Linked DNA regions of Mus musculus: region 1 is linked to region 2. Evidence: chromatin contacts called from public HiChIP or PLAC-seq data. All regions are on one chromosome and are shown on one strand. The core of a region is the stretch at or near the end of the contact, and the rest is flanking DNA. Distances in the headings are between cores, read along the strand shown. Region 1 has its middle 37 kb from the start of Oxr1. Region 2 has its middle 11 kb from the start of Gm46502.

Evidence for each region. HiChIP or PLAC-seq counts read pairs in DNA pulled down with a chosen protein or histone mark.
Region 1: a contact with region 2 is called in an H3K27ac HiChIP or PLAC-seq map of embryonic stem cells, with 9 read pairs. The contact joins two enhancer-like sites. A contact is called at or near these places in 1 of 15 datasets of contacts at CTCF or cohesin (the NIH/3T3 cell line), 6 of 484 Hi-C or Micro-C datasets (cumulus cells, embryonic stem cells, forebrain and 1 more) and 4 of 115 datasets of contacts at active chromatin or transcription factors (astrocytes and embryonic stem cells).

The regions. Positions count from the first base shown.
Region 1 is chr15:41,407,619-41,412,819 of GRCm38.p6, forward strand. No RefSeq gene overlaps it. Among named protein-coding and RNA genes, the nearest start is that of Oxr1, 37 kb to the right of the region's middle. Within about 2 kb of position 1,338, at least 7 of the 459 cell types and tissues checked have an H3K27ac peak or open chromatin away from gene starts, as enhancers often do. A contact at or near this core is called in embryonic stem cells, where this site is marked.
Region 2 is chr15:41,160,278-41,165,480 of GRCm38.p6, forward strand. No RefSeq gene overlaps it. Among named protein-coding and RNA genes, the nearest start is that of Gm46502, 11 kb to the right of the region's middle. Within about 2 kb of position 3,499, at least 74 of the 459 cell types and tissues checked have an H3K27ac peak or open chromatin away from gene starts, as enhancers often do. A contact at or near this core is called in embryonic stem cells, where this site is marked.

The DNA.
Region 1 (5,201 bases), core at 88-2,587, 250 kb after region 2:
TAGTGTGTCCAAGGCTTTGGGTTCAATCCCCATACCAGGAAAAAAAAAAGTGTTAACATTTAGAAATAGAAGTGAAGTTAAAGACACGAGGCTATAAGAAGATAGTTCTAGTGTGTTGATGATGCTGTTTCCATGTGATTATTGCAAACATGGTTCTTCTGTTTTACAATCTTTTTATGTGTTTGTTTGGTTTGAGACAGAATCTCACTGTGTATCTCTGGCTACAGGGAACTCACTATACAGACAAATCTGGCCTTGAACTCAGACTGCCTTTGCTTCCCAAATCCTTTGCAAGTGTGCTTCTTTAGAAGTTGAATTACAAAGTAAGGAATTTCATTTCTCTAATAATGCATGCATTTTATTTCTACTCTTGACTGTCCATCCTTATATTAACTTTATTTTGCTACTTTGGACATATAAACTTGCACTTTTACACTGCATTTAAATATTGTTAGGTTCCTTTTCTGAAATTGTCAGTATCTTTAAACTTCGGAGCCCAACAGCGTCCATAGTCCCTCCAGATCAAACATTGAAATATACATTAATATCTATTTTTTTTCTCATCATTGCTACTTATTTCCCTGGAGTCGTTTTAATGATCTTAAGCTTATACTGGTATTAGAAATGCTGATGGACTTTTGCCAGGCTCCCCAGACATCCTCTGAATTTGGCTGCAAGTTTTTGCCTTATGGGACAAGTTTGAATCCTGTGAATCAAATTTTAATTAAAATAAATTACTTTGACTGCATGGTTTCTGGTGTTTTTAGTTGTGTGGTTTTAATTATTCATTTTAAGTAAAGATCTGAGATGAGGAAAAAAACAGCAAAGACAAGAGTTGGTTTTTTGTTGTTGTTGTTGTTGTTGTTGTTGTTTTCTTAAAACAAAATGTACATGAAAGAAACAGGTAGGAGTCAAAGATAACCAAGCTCATGATACTCTGGTTAGATTGATGTTAAGTAAGGAAGTTTTACATTATAAATAAATATGACTACTTCTTTTTCCTGAAAATCAGTAAAGGAAAGGAAATTGCCCCCATCTTCCAGTCCTAGCATCTACTAAAAGCAGAGAGCAAAAAATATACAACCATCTGTGTGTTCTTATGAGAGGATTAACAGGCGTGCTAGAGCCTCCAGTGAGATATCCAGAGCTCAGGGCTGGGGGCAGATGACACAGATACTTTACTCACAAGATTCCGTGGTTCCTGCCCACCCATCCCAGGAAAGAGAAACGAAAGACTATCGGAAGAAAAGGAATAGGAGTTTGAAGACATGTGGTGTGCCTCTACCAAACGATCCAGGAATTCTAGAGAACTGTTAAGTTCTGGGACTAACACCATGGGCTCCTGACTCAGCAACAGCCTCACTCAGTTCAGTGCAGCCACAAATTCTGGTGCAGTTCGTGTGTGCTGGGTTAATGTGTTTCTTGAACCTGAATTAGAGCTGTGCTCCTGATACGTTTCTATACTTCATTGTAATAACTAGCAAAGTAGAAGCCGTTTAATAACTGGTAGTGCTCCCAATACTGAAGGGTGATCTCAGAGAGAGCAATTTCAGATCTATGTTGAGCCTGGTCAGTGCAAAGGGGAGCATGAAAAGTCTACGTCTAGTCTCATAAACCAAACCAAGTCTTTATTGAAAATGGTTAGGCATACAGAATTTTTGGAGAAAATAAATAAGTCATGGATAGTAAATACGTGATCACTTCAAGGGTATTTTGATACAAGTTTAGAAGGGTCGTAGAATGTAGCTGCCTGGGGCCACATGAACTGGGTTCCCCTGAAAGGCGGGCTGGGGCTGAAAGAGATCAGACGGTGAGAAAAGAATGAGGTCAAGACAAATCTTTCTGTTCAAAGCCTCTGAAGTTTACTGAGAGTCCGTGCTTATAAGAGGCCCATCCCCCGCCAGCCCATTCTCGGTGCCTGGAGCAAGGCAGTAGGCGATCTACAGGGTGTGTCTCCGGAACGTCTCAAGGACCTTTCAGCAGAAAGCAGAGTCTTGGAGAAGAGCAAATAGAGCCATCAAGGTCAGAAGGCTCTACCCTAGGTAATCTCCTTCTTAGTGGCAGCAAGGTCAAAGTCTGGATCAGCCTGCTTCAAGGCTGAGGGAGGCTACAGTAGAATTTATACTATTAAGAGGAATTTCTTGTGTTAAATCAGATGAGTAAGAATTTAGAGCTTTTGAAGTAGTCTCCATCCTTTGTTTTTCTGATTATGTCTATCTGCTTGTCTCTGTTCTCTGTTCTATCTATCCATCCACCCATCCATCCACCCATCCACCCATCCACCCATCCACCCATCCACCCATCCATCCATCCATCCACCTAGCTATCTTACAGAAAACTGGAGATAAGCCCTGCTGTGGATCTCCCTTCAAATAGCGTGCCTTTTGAGAAAGAGAAGAGCTTTAGTGGAAAGCATAACAATTGGCTAGAGGGCCTGATCTACTGGCATCTCGGGTGATCTTTTAGCTCACCACAGTTATAAGCAGGAAAGTATACCAGGCCCCAGGAGAAATGGTAGAAATTACTAGTGCCATTTGAAAGTGAGAAAGACAAGACAATCCATCTGACTGACTTGCCCTTTAAATCTCCCATTTGTTTAATATGAAGATGAATGGGTTCTGCAGATTCACTGTGTCTGTTACAGTCCAAAACAAGTTTGTGCCAACTACAGATGTCCAGGGTATGGCATTGTTTCTAAAATTAAGATGACATTTTAAATCTTAATTGAAAAAGATCACTGGTCATGAATAGGCATTTTCCTCTATTTTTCTTACTACATTTCATTCTTGAGTAGGTAATTTATTTATAGTTTCATTATTCATGGTACATAGATCTGTCTTCTATCACTGATGTGCAATTATCCACTTTCTTCCTTGACTGCTAGCAATATCAGTTCCTGATGTGACCCACCAAAGATGTGCTACACTAGGATAAGGGCATCCTTGCTGTCCTCTCTCTTGTTTGCACAAATAGCATTCTAGTAACCAACTTCTTTGTACTTTGTATTAACAGTCTGTGCATCTTGAAAAATATCATTTCAATTCACTGTATTAAAAGCTTCTGATATTTTAAGTATCTGCAAGTTGAACCGTTGTATGAATACACTATTTTTACTTTATTCCTCATATATCGACTAACATTTTAGTTGTTTTCAGTCTTTTGCTGTTACAAGTATAGCACTCTGATGATTTTTTCCAATGAATCATCTGTCCACTGTGCAAGTGCTAGTGTCCTGATCACATTTGTGATTTTGATAACAATTGGCAAAATTACACTCCAAAAAACCAGAATGATTTATACTCTGTCCATTATTTACATAATGTAATTACGATAAAGCTGAGAATGTTTTATATGTGTATGCATGGTTAATATGTTTATTATGTTATTTCATACTCCCCACATATGAAACATACTGTCTTAATCAAGGTTCCTATTCCTGCACAAACATCATGACCAAGAAGCAAGTTGGGGAGGAAAGGGTTTATTTGGCTTACACTTCCATACTGTTGTTCATCACCAAAGGAAGTCAGGACTGGAACTCAAGCAGGTCAGGGAGCAGGAGCTGATGCAGAAGCCATGGAGGGATGTTCCTTACTGGCTTGATTCCCCTGGCTTGCTCAGCTTGCTCTCTTATAGAACCAAGACTACCAGCCCAGAGATGGCACCACCCACAAGGGTCCTTTCCCCCTTGATCACTAATTGAGAAAATACCCCACAGCTGGATCTCATGGAGGCACTTCCCCAACTGAAGCTCCTTTCTCTGTGATAATCCCAGCCTGTGTCAACTTGACACATAAAACCAGCCAGTACACATACTTTTATGATGAACATGCTGGTTGCGATCATCACGGATCAATGTTAAAGGGCAGCATCAACCATTTGTGATTTTATGAAGAATATTGCTCAAATACCTAGGATCCCCACATCTGTTCTTTACCATTACTGTTGCTTGTGAGTGAGTTCTAAGATTAAAACACACAAAATTATGGTTTTGTTTTTCTCTTACCTTCATATTGTACAGATAGAGGAACTGCTAATGAAACCCATGTCAAAAACCCTTGTTATTATGCAGTTCTGGCCGACATGAATCACCAAATAGGTACTCTCTTGGAGCATGCCTTATGGCGTCCACCTGTAGGCTGCCATCTTCTTAACCCCCTTCTTTCTAGTAGGGAGGATATAGGTTTAAAAAAAATGATATCAAGGAAAGACAATTGATTTGTAAGTCCAGTTACCCTCTACTTACTCCAAGTTTCTAAGACGGCAATAAACATCCATTTAAATGCAATTAAAATTTTAAATGTATCTTTTTTGAAGCCCAAATAGAAGAAGTAACACTGAAACCCACATATCCACTGGATTAGTACTCAAATATGGTTTGTGAATACCAATCCAAACCTGAAGAAATAGCCACTGACCACATGGATTGTGCTGTTAGTTAAATCAGACCAAAGACACATGGCTTCAAGATTCATCAAAAGTATCCCATAAAATTAAAGTTTCCTCGGGCCATACTGAAGACAAATTATGGGTTAAAGTGCAAAAAGAAGTGACATCATAGATCTCTAGATAAAAACAACTTTTGACCACCAAAATTATTAAGAAACTTTTCTGAGCCAAAATCACTTTTGCAGTGGATCTTTGATCTCGTTTCTTGTTATGAGAAGCTACTGTAAGCATGGTTCTTCAAAGTGAGAATTACTCACTAAAGTGTACCTGGAAACCTCTTAGGATGGTTTAAACTGAGAAAACTCAGACTCTATACTAGATTCAGGTAGTGGCTTAAATTCCATCAATTAATCACATATCATAAGGTAAGGGTCCATGATGCATTGAAGAATAATATTCCAGACTCAAAAATTCCAGATGCAATAGCAAACAGTGTTTTATTCTGCTGAAATCCAGCAAGCAGGAATCTACCATTTACCAAGATGGAAATGTAGAGGTAAGTTTGCAGGCTCAATTTAAAGCAGATAAGGGGAATTCCAGGGAGGAGTAAGTGACCTCTAATTTGATTGGCGGCCTCGGTCATTAGGATTATGGGTGTCTTTGGGATTGGCTAATGCTTTAGGGACTTTACACTGGGATTGTAGACACTGTTTACAACTCATTCTGACTTTCTCAGACCAGATGGCTACGTAGCTCCTGATTAGCTGCCTATGAGCTGTGTTTTTCTCCAGGAATTGATTTGTCCAGACTTG
Region 2 (5,203 bases), core at 2,249-4,748:
TTGCAGAGTTCAGTCCCAAGCAGCTACACCAAGTGCCAACTTCATCTCCAGGAAATCCAACAGCACCTTCTGGATTTTGGAGGTAGCTGCACTCACATGTGCCTATATAGCCACATACATGCATATACACAGATACAATTAAAAATAAAATAATCCTTAGTGTAAAAGAAGAAGCTATTCAGAAAGAAAATATGTATATTAAAGATACTTACCACCATTAGGTATAAATGATATAAAGATATTTACCAACATCATCATTAGAAAAATAGGAATAAAATTCAAAATGCATCTCTACAGTTTATTCAAATTGCTAAGAATAATAATGATAATAATAATTATTATTTAAATATCAAGTGTTGATCAAGATATGTAGCAACCAGACTTTGCAAGCATAGTGCACAGAAGAATTCATTGTTCAAAAGAATTCTCACCTGAGGAATACTGAATGGCGGAGAAGCACCTGAAAAAATGTTCAACATCCTTAATCATCAAGGAAATGCAATTCAAAACAACCCTGAGATTCCATCTCATACCAGTCAGAATGGCTAAGTTCAAAAATTCAGGTGACAGCAGATGCTGGTGAGGATGTGGAGAAAGAGGAACACTCCTCCATTGTTGGTGGGATTGCAAGCTTGTACAACCACTCTGGAAATCAGTCTGGTGGTTCCTCAGAAAATTGGACATAGTACTACTGGAGGATCCAGCAATACCTCTACTGGGCATATATCCAGAAGATGTTCCAACTGGTAAGAAGGACACATGCTCCACTATGTTCATAGCAGCCTTATTTATAATAGCCAGAAGCTGGAAAGAACCCTGATGTCCCTCAACAGAGGAATGGATACAGAAAATGTGGTACATCTACACAATGGAGTACTACTCAGCTATTAAAAGGAATGAATTTATGAAATTCCTAGGCAAATGGATGGACCTGGAGGGCATCATCCTGAATGAGGTAACACAATCACAAAGGAACTCACACAATATGTACTCACTGATAAGTGGATATTAGCCCAAAAACTTAGGATACCCAAGATATAAGATACAATTTGTTAAACGCATGAAACTCAAGAAGAATAAAGTCCAAAGTGTGGACACTGTGCCCCTTCTTAGAATTGGGAACAAAACACCCATGGAAAGAGTTACAGAGATAAAGTTTGGAGCTGTGACGAAATGATGGACCATCTAAAGACTGCCATATCCAGGGATCCATCCCATAATCAGCTTCCAAACGCTGACACCATTGCATACACTGGCAAGATTTTGCTGAAAGGACCCAGATATCGCTGTCTCTTGTGAGACAATGCAGGGGCCTAGCAAACACGGAAGTGGATGCTCACAGTCAGCTAATGGATGGATCACAGGGCCCCCAATGGAGGAGCTAGAGAAAGTACCCAAGGAGCTTGGGGGATCTGCAACCCTATAGGTGGAACAACATTATGAACTAACCAGTACCCCAGAGCTCTTGACTCTAGCTGCATATGTATCAAAAGATGGCCTAGTTGGCCATCACTGGAAAGAGAGGCCCATTGGACTTGCAAACTTATATGCCCCAGTACAGGGAAATGCCAGGGCCAAAAAGTGGGAGTGGGTGGGTAGGGGAGGGGGGGGGGTCGGAGGGTATTGGGGACTTTTTGGATAGCATTGGAAATGTAAATGAGGAAAATACCTAATAAAAAATTAATTCTAAAAAAAAAAAGAATTCATTGTTCAAAAGTGCAAATCTAGATGGCAAATGAAACACAACTCAAGATCACAGAAGGCATAGAACCCCAGACTAAAGGTCAAAATGATGCCCTAAATTCCTTTAATGAACACCACTTTTGCTGTCTCCATTGCTTGCTTTCTCTGAAACCCAACAAGTGACGCGTTTTATTTCTTCCTCTTCCACAACTGGATCCTACTTTATAAAGTCAAGTACCAAGCGGGCTGTTGTAAACAGAAGTATTTAGGAAGCCTTCAGACAGGGAACAAAAACAAAAAAAAACAAAAACGCTGCCCTAAGATGCCTGTATCTTAAAGCAGAGGCTAAATCGCTCCTTTGTTTCTGCCTTGTTTTCCTTTAGTCCTCCATAAAACTCCTAATCCAAGATGAGAGATGTAAACAGGAAGTCGGAACTCCTCCTGGAAAACCCGCTCTCTCTGCTGCGAGGAATCTGAAAAGCACCATTCATCCTAGCAGCAGTGTCCCAGCCAACATTGTAGGAAGCGCTTGGCTTCTGCATTTGGAACATGCATCGAAAGCTTGTTTTCCATTCAGTGCCACAACGACAGGGGCCAGAGCATCTCAGCACATAAAATGCATGTCCTGCACCTTGGAAAGAGCTACTGAACTCATCCCAGGATGAAATGGAAGTCAAAGGGAGGATTTTCAGCTTAACTTAGATGCAGTTTATTCTTTAAGATACTAAGAGTGAGAACAAAACCAATTACCGCAGTATTAGGTAAAAGGTGTTAACTCGTACTTTTACAAAAGATGTTCTGCAGGGTTTGTAGTGGTTAGTGAAAGTTATGTAAGTAGGGGTATGTGTGTGGTTGGGGGAGTGTATGGTTAAATAAATTCAGATGGGAAGTTCAAATAAGTTCATTTCCTTTGGTTGGCCCTGTAAGTAAATTAACTAAGCATTTGGAACTTTGGCTATGGTGGATAAACAAATGTGAAAACGGCTCGCATTCCTTTTTTTCTTTTCTTTCTTAAATTATAAAACTTTCTCTTTGACTGATCATATCCAGGCGCGGTGTGCTCTTCTAGCCACAAGAGGGCAGCAACACTGTATTCTGAACCAAATGCTTCTGTAGATGCGCAAGACTGGCTCCAAATAAGTGATTCTCAAACTGTGGGTCGCGACCCGCAATTTTTTCAAGGGGGCTCCTAAGACCATCAGAAAACACAAACATTTACATTCATGCTACTAGCAAAATTACAGCTATGAAGTAGCAATGAAAATAATTTTATGGCTGGGGAACATGTTACAAGATGAGATACTATATTAAGTGATACCAAAATTAAGTTGAGAATCACTACTCTAAATAATCATACTAACAGTATAATAAATATATGTCCTTCTCCAAATGGCTTTTTGAATTCTGATGGTATTTTATGGCTGAAGATTTTTGAACTAAATGCCTTCAAAATATGTCCGTACAAATGAGACTATAAGAAACATGTAATAATTTTAGTAAGTGAATTTCAATGCCTTAAAGGAGCAAATATTTTAAAGGTTCTTTAAAATTCATTTTTAAAGATCACAATGTTAAAATTACCACAGTGACCTTTCCAATAATTTTTAATGCTCTTAAAGTGAACATGGAAGAGTTAACATTTGTTATGGTTACAGACCTTTTTATTTTAAAAAAAAACCATATTTTAAAACAGTGAAGTCAGTAAATAAGAAAACTTGTGAGGAATAGTTCTAATAACAGACACTGTTTGGATAGCTACCTGTCTGGATATTGAAACTGTTTTTCTTTTCTGTTTAGGATAAAGTAGTTGCATTATTTAGCCACTAGGTGGTGCTGCTCTTTAAATAACTGCCGCAGATACTTTGTAGCCCTACAGGAAGTTCATGTAATTAATGGAGAACCGAGAATTTTTCACAAAAGAACGGAATTGCTTATTCGAACAACCTCAGCCCACAGCAGTTACTCATTTTTATCCTTGAACTTGCTCCTTCCATTTCTCGGGCAACAAAAACAACTGCCATTTTATTACCTTCGACTTTATGAAAGTAAATGAAAACTGTTTCCCAATTCGAAGGGAAGCAGAGAATTCAAAGGATTCACCCACCTAATGGTGTGTTGAAGAGGCCAGTTCAGGACCTTTGGAAAATGCCACCAGACCCCTCCCCTCCTGGAAGAAAAAAGGTCATGGAACACTTAGGCACCCCTCCCCTCCAGAAAGGAGGGGCTAATTAACATTCCTCAGCCAAGGTGGGGCGGGAGACACTGATCAACCTCTACCTGCAGGCTGGGGAGGTCCAAAGGAGGTAAACACATTCTGTAGGACAGACCTACAGACAAGGCCACCTACAGACAAGGGAAGTTCTTGCCACCTCATTCCCCTAGTGACCAATCAGTTTAAAAATTACACTGTTCTGCCAATCACATTGTGACTAATGGCTGCTGCTCCGAAAACTGTATAAAAAACTCCCTGACTGGGCTGCTTGAGGCTGCCTCTCCTTCCGGTGCAGGATGACCCCAAACGCATTGGAACAATAAATTCCTCTTGCTTTTTGCATGCTTCCCCCACTCTGAGTGGTTCAATCAGGGGTCCCCAGTAAGCTAAGGCTCATCAGAGTCTTACAATGCCATCTTCAGATTCCAAAGTAACTAGATGTGCTGGGAGCGCAAACTTAATCCCTATTCATCAAAAGTCGCTCTGTTTAATTTTGGTCGCACAAATGACATCGTTATAAATAAACCTAATATGCTATCAGTCAATTATAAATGTTCAACTATTTCATAATAAAATACATTTCATAGTGGTCACTATTTGTATAGCTGAAAAAAATCCATCCTATTATGAAATATGGCAAAACTGATATGGGTTAATAACGTGTTGTAAAACTACTAATGGATAAAAACGTCTGACACTGAAGTCTACAGAAGCAGTGGGAAGGTTTTAGGTTCATTTTCCTCCTCGTCTAGTCATTAAATTAACCACCTCCAGGTTTTCACCTCAGTCCCCAGCTTGGAGGAAAAACAAAGAACAAGAAACTGCACCCATTTAATTCCAGAAGCTACATACAGCCTTCTTTTGTTGATATTATCAAGGAAAAAAACCTACCACCCCCACCCCCCACCCCACCCCACCTACGCCCACCCCTTCCGCAGTGATGGCTAAGTATCCTTGAACTTCCGTGCTTCCGAACCCATGTAGAAGTTCATGCTGCTAAATTCAGAATTCCAGGCCTTAACAGTCTTGATGAAGCTGACTTGCTACCTTGGCCCTTTCAGCCCTGTTGCTCCTGGGCCGGAGCACCTCTAACCATGGTGGTTGAGGTCCAGAGGCGGCGGTAGCTATGAATGCTGGGGACTGATGGGAGAAGGGTGGACTAGTCAGCTGCGGTGTATGAAAAAAATCAATTAAGTCTGCAGTTATTTCCAGGGGCTGTTTTGACAGTGGGTAAACGTCTACACCTATTTCTCAAGTTGCACCCAAGTTGTATTAGATCTCTATATATTGTTTGAGGCCCTGAAATAT